Linked DNA regions of Anas platyrhynchos: region 2 is linked to region 1. A link is a contact called in public Hi-C data. All regions are on one chromosome and are shown on one strand. The core of a region is the stretch at or near the end of the contact, and the rest is flanking DNA. Distances in the headings are between cores, read along the strand shown. Region 1 holds the start of S100P (S100 calcium binding protein P). Region 2 overlaps TBC1D14 (TBC1 domain family member 14).

The links. A called contact is a pair of places that touch in the nucleus more often than the background predicts.
Region 2: a Hi-C map of skeletal muscle shows a contact between it and region 1, with 2.1 times the contacts expected there. The contact joins the enhancer-like site here to the promoter of S100P in region 1. A contact is called at or near these places in 2 of 8 Hi-C or Micro-C datasets (liver and skeletal muscle).

The regions. Positions count from the first base shown.
Region 1 is chr4:67,760,577-67,765,647 of IASCAAS_PekinDuck_T2T, reverse strand. It overlaps S100P (S100 calcium binding protein P), which reads right to left and starts at 3,666. Exons shown (of 3, transcript XM_005016233.6): 1 at 3,640-3,666; 2 at 2,907-3,012. The coding sequence starts at 3,666.
Region 2 is chr4:67,938,371-67,943,746 of IASCAAS_PekinDuck_T2T, reverse strand. TBC1D14 (TBC1 domain family member 14) reads right to left here. Exons shown (of 14, transcript XM_027457429.3): 9 at 4,936-5,030; 10 at 3,848-3,919; 11 at 2,338-2,466. Among named protein-coding and RNA genes, the nearest start is that of CFAP184, 23 kb to the left of the region's middle. Within about 2 kb of position 1,411, at least 1 of the 8 cell types and tissues checked has an H3K27ac peak or open chromatin away from gene starts, as enhancers often do.

The DNA.
Region 1 (5,071 bases), core at 2,417-4,916:
AAATAAACTTTATTCTTTCCAACTTGGCATCTTTCCGCCTGCCTCACCAGTCCAGTCCGTCGTGAGGATGGTAGCAAGCAAGACAATGACCAAGTAAAAAGATATATATGTATATATGGATACGTTTTGACAAATAAATAAATAAAATTTCTAGAAAACTCACAGGAGGTCTGTTTTGGCTTGAATCGCGGCACTGATCAACTCCAATTTTAGGAATAACGCAGTTTGAAAAATAAACAGGGGATGGCAGTAGAGACCCATGGAACATAGGAAACTACCGTGGGACTTTTGTAGAAGCTAAACAACCCAAAATCTGCTATTATAATCGAAAGAATATATAAAAACTTTTGGAAATGTTCAAGGAAGTGCCTGGAGGCGCTGCTTGATCACGGTCTGATTAAATATTTCATTCTGTAATTTCATGTTTCACTTTAAAAAATGTGCACCTTTAGATCCCTAAAAATTGAAGCAATTGCCCAGAGTTGATCGATGAATGTGTCTGGAAAATTCTATTTCTTTTCAATCATAAATTTTGAATTTATAAATGCATATTTAAAACTATTTAGTGAAGCACATGAACTAGTTTTTACTTCTGAATTTTACTTCTGATGTGGGAATTATCTTTTTTTCAAACTCTTTATAACCTAGTCCAACCCTTCAGTCTTATGACATGGATTTACTTTTGCTTCTGATTGACTCAAGATCTTTCCAGGCAGTTGTGAGCTCTGCTAGATGTAACTAATCCTAAAAACAGACATATTGATATAAAACAGGTGTATTTAAAGGACCCTATTTCTCAGAATATTCTTGGAAAAAAAAAAAAAGTTAGTAAAATGCAGGTAAAACAGTAACTTTTTTTTTTTCCCCTAAAATCAGATTTATATTCTCCATTGCTTTCTTGCAGTTATTAGTTTGCAAAACAAGGCATCGTTGTTTCAAATTTCTTTTTTTTTTTTTTTTTTTTTAAAGTATTTTTTTCTAATACTGGCATACTTTTTTTTTCCTTTTCTTTTATCTTTTCCTTTTTCTTTTCCTTTCCCTTTTTATTTCTTTCCCCTCTCCCTTTCCCCTTCCCTTCCCCCTCCTTTTTTTCTTTTTCTTTTTCTTTTTCTTTTTCTTTTTCTTTTTCTTTTTCTTTTTCTTTTTCTTTTTCTTTTTCTTTTTCTTTTTCTTTTTCTTTTTCTTTTTCTTTTTCTTTTTCTTTTTCTTTTTCTTTTTCTTTTTCTTTTTCTTTTTCTTTTTCTTTTTCTTTTTCTTTTTTTCTTTTTCTTTTTCTTTTTCTTTTTCTTTTTCTTTTTCTTTTTCTTTTTCTTTTTCTTTTTCTTTTTCTTTTTCTTTTTCTTTTTCTTTTTCTTTTTTTCTTTTTCTTTTTCTTTTTCTTTTTCTTTTTCTTTTTCTTTTTCTTTTTCTTTTTCTTTTTCTTTTTCTTTTTTTTTCTTTTTTTCTCTCTCTCTCTTTTTTTTTTTCTTTTTCTCTAGAGTATGTAAAGATGGGAAATGGAGATGGAGACTAGAAAATGACAGCACATTTAGCTAATTACCCTCCTGGAAAATGTTGGTTTATTTCCAGTGATTTCAGGAAGTAGTTAGGACTGGAGGAGCAGTTGCGTACAACTGGAGCAGGTGGTGCCCTGCAAACATATCCAGGGCCAGCCCTGAGCATCATCTCATTCAGCTGTCATTGGGGCTCCTCAGCTCTTCATAGGCCAAACGTCAAATGTCATGTTTTGGGGGTATTTCATACCCCTTTATAATTATGTTTTGTTGTTGTTGCTTGTTTGTTGTGTTTTGTTTTTGATTTTCTTCTTGTGGAGACACTTTGACTAAATACAAGTCCATGACCATGAACAGCTTACTATGACTCTTTTGGGTCACAACCACTGATCTAAAATAATTTCAGAGACATTTTCTTCTATTCATGCAGAGCCATCCAGATTTTTATTCTGAATGTTGCATCTGTATTTAATTTGTGAGTCATAAATCCAGCAGGCATGGATTTCATACCATGGTTTCATGCAGCTTCCTTGTAAAGAGACTAACTCATGTCAAGTACCGTCTACAGTGCCCTGAAGTAGTTGTTAAAAAATTGAATTATACAGGATACAAAAAATGGCAGCCACATTTGGAACATTTCATTCTAGATTTTTGCATTTAAGAAGAATAATTGGATGTACAAATAAATGTTAGTACTCTGTGCAAAGAGCAAGATTTTAAAAAACATTTTATAGATATTTTTAGCAAAGATAAGCAAATAAAAAACAATTGAAAAGGAAAAGCATTTGGTTTCCCAGGCAACTAAAGCTTTTGCTATAATGTATTAAGAATTTTGAATACCTGCGTGGAGATATTTTATTTATATGTATATATATATATATAAACTATTTAAATGTACATGAGGCATACATGCAAACCTATGATGTAAACTACTTTTTCAGGCCTTTCTTTTACTATTAAAGGCAGGTGCTAAACAGTTTGATCTGCATTCATCTGTTGCTCTTTGTGTTTGTGCATCCTTTTGATGCGCATACTAAGTATGCAGATATAAATACCTAGGGAAAGTAAGTGTAGAAATATGTAGAGAGGTTCTGCATCTCTAGTCAAGACCTTCCCAGCAGCCGTGACATCATGTAAGATTATAAATCTGGGAATAAAAAGTAGATTAATTCTGAAGACAAAAAACAACCTATTTCAAAGCTGTGGTCCTGACAACTTGATGAACTTGGTAAATGGAGAATACCTCTGACTATCAGAATCAGTTTTACATTTACTCCAGTTTTATTCAAGTGGCGTACTTAGAAAAGTTTCTACAAACCACTGCATGTTTCTGGATGCAACTTCCCCTGTAATGTATAAAGCCTGCGGCCCTTGCCATAATACAGAAATTAAGCCGTGCTCTTTTTGAGAGGAAGTTTGGGAGTTCTTTTTCCAGGAGGGTCTTTAGTTCTCCTTTGGTGAGGGTTTGTGTGTTGTCTGCTGTCTTCGCATACTTGTCAAAGATAGCAATGGTTTCCATCTGGGACACACCACTGCTGGGGTCTGGCTTTCTCCTCAGCTGGAACAGCCTCGGGTTTCTTTTGAAGGATGGAGATGGGCCTTATTGGAGGTGCTTTATGCTCCTGTCCCACCCAGTGGTTGCTCACCAGAGGGACACTTATCAGTCAGCAAATACCCATACCGGGTGCCGCTCGGAGTACTGCACGCCTCAGTACTGACAGCTCTTCACAGCTCCAGCGTTATCATGCCATGTGGCTGGCAGAAAATGCACTGAACCCACATTGCTCAATCTCCAGCTGCTGCCTACACACAGCAGAGGACATTACATGGAAGTGGCAGCTCAGATGGCAGAAGGTGACCAGCTACACTCAACAGGGAATGGGTTAAAACTTCTGTCCAAGCAGCAGAGTCACTCTGTTGAATGCCAGGCAGCTACACTAAACATGCAGGAGCTCATTTAAGGTGCCTTACATCTATTCTAGAAGCAAGTGTGAGAAAATGTTTTGGGGGAACCTCTCAAAACTAGAGCACTCTGCATGAAGAGCATGATGCATCCCATGGTGAAACATTCCCTGTAGAAGACCCCGATTATGGCTTCCCAAAATTAAGGCTGAGTTTGGATGTCTTTGGGTGTACCTCTGACTACGTGAAGGTAAGTTTCCAGCTGTGTCATGCTACAAAGTAGTTAGCCAAAATTTGTTTTGAAGTGAGAAGAATTTTAAAAATTAACTCTTCTGACAGACAGCTGTAGCCACTTCTTCATCAGACAAAATGTGTTCTGTAACATTTATGATGCCTCAGAGCAAGACGATACATCACAAATATACGTAAATCTAGTACCTCCTTGAAAGAAACAACAGCATGATTTTCTTTCTTACGTTCCCCAGTAACTGATTTGGTATCTCCTGGAAAGCCACTGCAATGTCTCAAGCTGCATGCTTCATTTAAACACTTCGCAAAAGCTGTTTTTTTCCCATGGCTTCAGCCTTATGACATAGTTGCAGTTGATTTGCATTAAATGGGTAATGGTTTTCGGTAAAGTTTGAAGGTTTTTACATTAAAGTGCCTGTTGAAACCTGTGGTTTTCCTCAGAAGAAGAAGAAAGCAAACAATGAGGCCTTGCCAGCAATGAGCATGGTCTGGTGTTTGCATGCACACAGTGCCAGTCGCTGATGCTTTGAGGGCCATGAACTTGTTGTTTGACACACATTCGTAACATCGTTAAACATGGCCATTGGAGAGAAATCAGTTCCTCCCTCTGGAAGAAATCCCAGCAAAATAAGGTGCCTACTTCACTAATTCTCACGACTTTAATCATTTTCATTCATGCTAGTAACGCAGAGGAAGAGAAAAAAAAAAACAAAAAACAAAAAACAACCACCTAAAAAGACAGAGAGGGGGAGAACGTTAGCTTCAGTCAATAGGATATTGGTCTTTATGGCCACACCTTTGTCACATAACCTGGCAGAAAAGATCTCCTCATTCTTGACCCACTTTTCTGTGCAAACAAAGGTGACGCAGTTTTTGAGGCGGTGCCTCCGAAAGTGCAAAAACACAAAATAAACCACAGGACTTGAATTTCTACAAATGGAAAGGTCACCATACTAATAACATCTGTTTTTTATCTTTTTTTTCTTTTTAACATGGCATATTTGTATTCATGAGCATGCACACACATCAGTGCTGCTCAGACTTTTCAATTCACACGTTTTGCATTGGTTAAATATTTTCTTCTAATTTGTTTTTCATTAAAAATAGCAGCTTGGAGCACAAGGCATGGAACAGACTATTACAACTGTTTGCAAAATAGGAACAAAACACAGAAACAAAGCAGAGTACAAATAGGAGGTATTTGTGGGAGAGAAAGAAGTGTTTTGATGCCTGTCCAGCTACCCTGTGAGATAATACATTTCCTGTGGGTTTGGTTAAATTTTATATTATTATTTTAATGTAAATAATTGCCATTGGTTGCTTCTCTCAGGTTTCTTTCTTCAAGAAATGGTATAGACAACAGCTTGGGTGAGGTGTTACCGAGGGTTTATCCAGAATTAGGTCTTGCTGTCCCTGACTTGGCCCAA
Region 2 (5,376 bases), core at 162-2,661, 180 kb before region 1:
TGGATAAAATAGAAAAAGAGGGCATGCAAAAAAAACCCAAAAACTTTCCTATCCAACTAAGAATTAAAAACAAAAGTCTTTTTTAACTTTTCCACCCTAATCCTCTTACTATTGCAGGAAGAAAGGTTTAACAAAGTCCTTGAATGACTCAGTATTTTTAATTACAATCTCTTGTAAATAAAGAATGCAATAAAGAATGGTTGTGGTTATCTTTGAAGTACAAGTTGTACCAGCATGCTTTTCCCCAGCACACCATGACAGTAAAAGAGAAGCCTTTTGTGTGAAACCCTTTAGACGGATGACAGATGCTTACCTGTTTTTTGATAGCCTTACAGAAATGTTTTCCTGTTTCATCTGAATGTAGTGACAAATTCTAGACTACCTTCATTAAGAGCAGCACATAAAAAAAATGACTCAAGCCAATCTGAGATGGGCAGGCTACAGAAATAGCTGTACAAAGTTAGGTAAAATCTCTAAACCACCTGTTAGCCAGAAAAAGTTTCACAGTAAACAGGAAAACAGAAACCTAGAAACCCACTTTAGAGAACTCTACAACTGAAAACTTCCCAATATGTATTTTTAAATACACAAAGTCCAAGCACCGTGTGAGATTCATAAGCATAAAGAAGGAAGCAGGTAATGCAAGACAGTCCCACTTCCAAAATGTTCTGTTTACAAGCCAACAGCACAGTAAAAAGAAGTCCTACTAAAGGATATCAGAAGTACATTAAAGCAGGGATTTTTACACATAACTGCCACAATCACATCTGTTGATAGAAATGAAGGCAGCTCAATTAGAAATGCAGTAAAGGTTCAGGTATTTATCTTGATCGAATCAACATACAATAAGACATTTACTTAGTAGTAATGAAAAAAATCCATTTGGAATAAAAATTTAACCAAGAAAATAAATCAAGTGAAATCAGAATAAATTTCTATGATTTCCAAAAGCACCTCTTAAATAAAATAGAAAAAGTAAAACCAATATAAGACAAATTAGCATTTGAGTATTAAGCTGTAAAACTGACAAAAAAGTTCAGCATACACAACAGATCTGAAGATTAACCACAGGAAGACAAAAACATCTCACTTTGTCTCATCACTAGGTACAAAGTTTTCCTCGGGGTGTGAATCATGGCTTTGCAATTTCACAGCACGTTAATACTCCTTCATGTAGCACCACCTCTCCTGTTCTGCAAGCATGCTTCTATCACGTAGCCTTTGCTTGTCTAAGCTAACAAAACCAAAGGGCACTATCCATGGGGAAACTAGAAACACCATTACAGCTAATAAACATCTTATTCTAGAAAATTTAATTCTGAAACCAGCTTCAAAAGATCTGTATTTACACACTGCATGAGTGAGCATGTCCTCCTTTTTCAAATAGTAGTTATGGAGATGATTGATACAGCTTGTAGCAATGCTGTCTGAGCTGTTGTACATCTCCCACTGGCATTTACAACTGATGAGACCCAGAAGCTGTAACAAGGAATTACACGTGTTTTTCCAGCAGAAAATTACAATAGGATCTCTACTGTCCCACTGTTTAACCAATGCAAGTGATCACTGTTGATGTTATCCATTCCCCTGCTTTATTTCTCCCATTTAAACCCTTGAGAAAGCTGACCCTATTTTTATAGCATTAATGGGTGACTAAGTGAGAAGTAAATACAGAATGGCATAATTTTTTTGAAAAACACTTCAAAACTAAATTAAAATTGTATTTCAGGAGATGAGTCTTACTTTGCTGTGGTACACAAGTAGCCCAGTATACATGCTAACAAAGAATTTCAGACAACAGAGTGTGAATGAGGCACCCAACTTTCACTAAAAATTGGGGAGGACAGTGTCTGCTCATCTGATTTCCCCCATGCCATCTTGAAAACATAATTGCTACAGAGTAAAGAGATGGGAAATCCAGCTCTTTTGGGAGCCTATTTAAGCAATGTGTTAGTTTGTGATAAAAAGCACCTTCAAACCACTGTTAAGACTATTAAGCTGTTTTCAGCTTTCATCTACAGTGCTCAAATTCAAGAACACCTACAACAATATTCTCATGACTATTCTCTGAGCATCATAAAATACTCAGCAGCTGAACAACTTCATTCACCTGCCTGTTCAAAAGCTTGGTGGGGAGTTTTCAGTTCCAGTTTGGTTTGTTTGTTTGTTGAGGAGGGGGTATATGTGTGCCTCTGCTATTTAAAAAACAAAAAATGATCAAGCATGTTGCCTTAAAATAAATTCAGACATTTTCCAGGCTACTGAGCTCATGTTTTGTTTTGTTTCGTTTTTTAACATATCCACAGTATGTAGACTACAGTTTCACTGCATACTTACAAGGCCATGGTCCACACGGAAAAACGCCATCTGACAGGGTTTATTTAAAAGGTTAGAAAAAGCAATGAAGGCATCTGCAGTATCCAAGTTCAAGATCAATACTGCTGCTATGAATGACATGCCTTGTACCTGAAGAAAGAAAAAGCATCACAATTCAACAAGAACTGTATTCTTTTCAAGAACACTGCCCCATTTTGTCGTTGCAATCACAACTGTTTAACACACTCGCTGAGCTATTGAATTTTCAAAACTTTCAGAAAGGGAGGAATTTTTAACCTGCATAACCACTTGGTACTGAATGCTGAGAGCACGGAAGCTAATGATCCCCATGTTGCCTCCTTTCAGAGACTCCAAGTAAAATTCCTAAAAAAGGCCAGAATGACATCACTCTCAACTATGCAGAATGAAGCTCTTTCTGAAGATCTGAATGAAGATTTTTTTCTGGTCCCTCTTCTCATAGGAATGGGGCGTATATGTCTTGATCTCTGAAAAGCTGTACTAGGACACTAGAGACTACCCATGTTTCTTTTTCAATCAGTAACCTGGTAGATCTGGAGAGCTGCAATGGCTCATTTGACAACCAGCAGCATTTTAAATTAAGTGCGTGTTTCATTTACCATAAACTCATGATATTGTTACATTTTTCCACAAGCTTATTATGGAATTGGCACAGAACTGAGGCAAAACTCACCCACCCTAAGGGTGTAGTGCTGCCATCACCGGGTCACATGGACCGAGGTGTGACAGTCCTTCCTGCAAACCTGAGGAACGAGCTCCTTCCTAACACAACAACAGGTTCCACGCCAAATGAAGCACACCACCTCATCTGCTCTTCTTCTAGTTTCCAGGCAGTCACGTTCAGATGTTGCCAAGTAGCCAGTGCTACTCACAGAACAGGAATGATATTTTTCTACATTTGCATTATAAAACAATAGCTCCCAAATAAACGAGCTCTTAAACACATCCCTGCTCTGTAGTTTTCTGTTGTTGTTGTTTTGCTTTTTTCTCCCCCAGACTAAATAAATTATCTGAAATCCACTTGGTCCTTTCATAATCACTACTTTGAATACTTTGAGGAAGCTCGTGTGGCTGTGATGGATGCTGCTTTACAGACAGCTCCAGAAGCTCACAACCCTAAGGCACAGAAATGCGTTATCAAGAGGAGTAAGAAACACAATTCAACAGAACAGCCTCAGTAACACTGCCATTAAGAACAGTGTGTACTTCAAAGGACCAATTTAACTACATCTTCTCTTTCAACACCAATTTTCAAGCACTAAAGATACGTACTTTTGAGCTTTCCAATGACTTAACCTATTAAAAAGTTTAAATTTAGCAGCAGAACCATTATATATGACACACACCTCCCAAGCATCTATTGGCATATAAGCACACAGAAACCCCACAATTATTCACAAAATAATTTAATGCTGGTCTACAGCTGATTAACACACTCTTCCCTCCTCCTTGTTCTCCCTCCCCACCCCACGTGAAAAAATGATTCACTTACATAGCCTACATCAGGTCTGTAACAAGTATAGGCTCCTAAAATACTGTGCAACGTGTCATGGTAAGGACCCCCCTGTAATTAAACAAAAACAAGACAATATGTCTAAGTATGTAACAAACATGTTCAAGACCCTTCAGTGCTACAGACAGTATCTATTACTTTCAATTAAAGATGCATTGTTTCCCTCTAGAGCTCTGAACACCCCCATCTCCTTCAAAAAAATCTTTAGCTTTACATTACAGATGCATACAGTTCATTCAATCCATCAGTTACGCATTATATTCTTGTACAAGAGGCATATAAGCCTAAGAGATTCAGTATAGCTTAGTAGCTTTTTGACAATTGTGCCAAGAAGGCAGATCACTAATGAGAACTACTTCATTGTCTATTAGACTAGAGGCAGAATGCAATCATGAAGAGAATGGTTAAAACAACAACATGCTCTAACATACACACACAGATCCTATCCAGCATGACATCTATAGCCAGAAAGAATTTTATGTTGTAGACTATTAACAGCTGCCATATCTTACAAGGAGTATGATAACTGGCTGAGAATTTCCAAAGGGAGAAGTTTTCTACCCAAGAATGCTGATTCATCAAAACCTACATTTTTTAATAAGCATGCTGAAATTTGTGTATAGAAAGACAAAATATTTGCTTAAAATGAGTAATTAAAGCACACCAAAAACACACAAATTACATTGGCCTTTCATGGAACAACACCAAAAAAAGGGTGACCAAATTTTGCTTGCTTGAGCTGTGTTCTCTCACCATTTATTTGCAACCTAACAGTGTTGGTTCACTGACTAGGAAATACTAGCCTGTATCACCTAGACAGAAACCAGTGTGAACTTAATTAGATGAATCAAGACATAATGATAAGCCAGCAGATTGCTTTTTCCTTCCTCCCAATGAGTACCTTAGAGTTAGCCTTTTCTAAACTTCCAAAAGCTCTAGGAACTTGTTCTCTCACGAGGTCTGCTCCTTCAGATTTGATCACAGAGCGCTGTTTCAACCCAGGAACGAACAAGATTTTGTAAACTTAATTTCTCTGAGTATTCATGATAAAAGTTAACATTACTTACCTGCTGGAATATACATAGATTAGGAAACGTTCTTGAGATATCCAGTTTTATTAACTCCAAACTTGCTTCTCTGTCAGCTGCAGAAAATCCAGCATCTACAAAAGCCAAAATTACAGCATTTATTACATAGGTCACTGCACGCTATTCTCCCCCCACACCATATTATAAAGCAAGGAGGGAAAAGAGAAAGAGACAAGGCAAGACATGCCAGGGATGTCCCTTGTATCCTTTGACATATCAAAAGACATATGCAAGCCTGTTGACCTATGACCCTTAGCCTTCAACGAGGCTTCCTAATGCTTCCTGAAGTAGATGCCTCTGTGGGTAGGTCATGATGGGCAGGAGAAGATCTACAGGGATCTACAGGATGGATGTCAGCTAACTTTATTACTATCAGCTCTCTTTCCAAAACCACGTTTATTTACTCTTCGTATGTGTTGT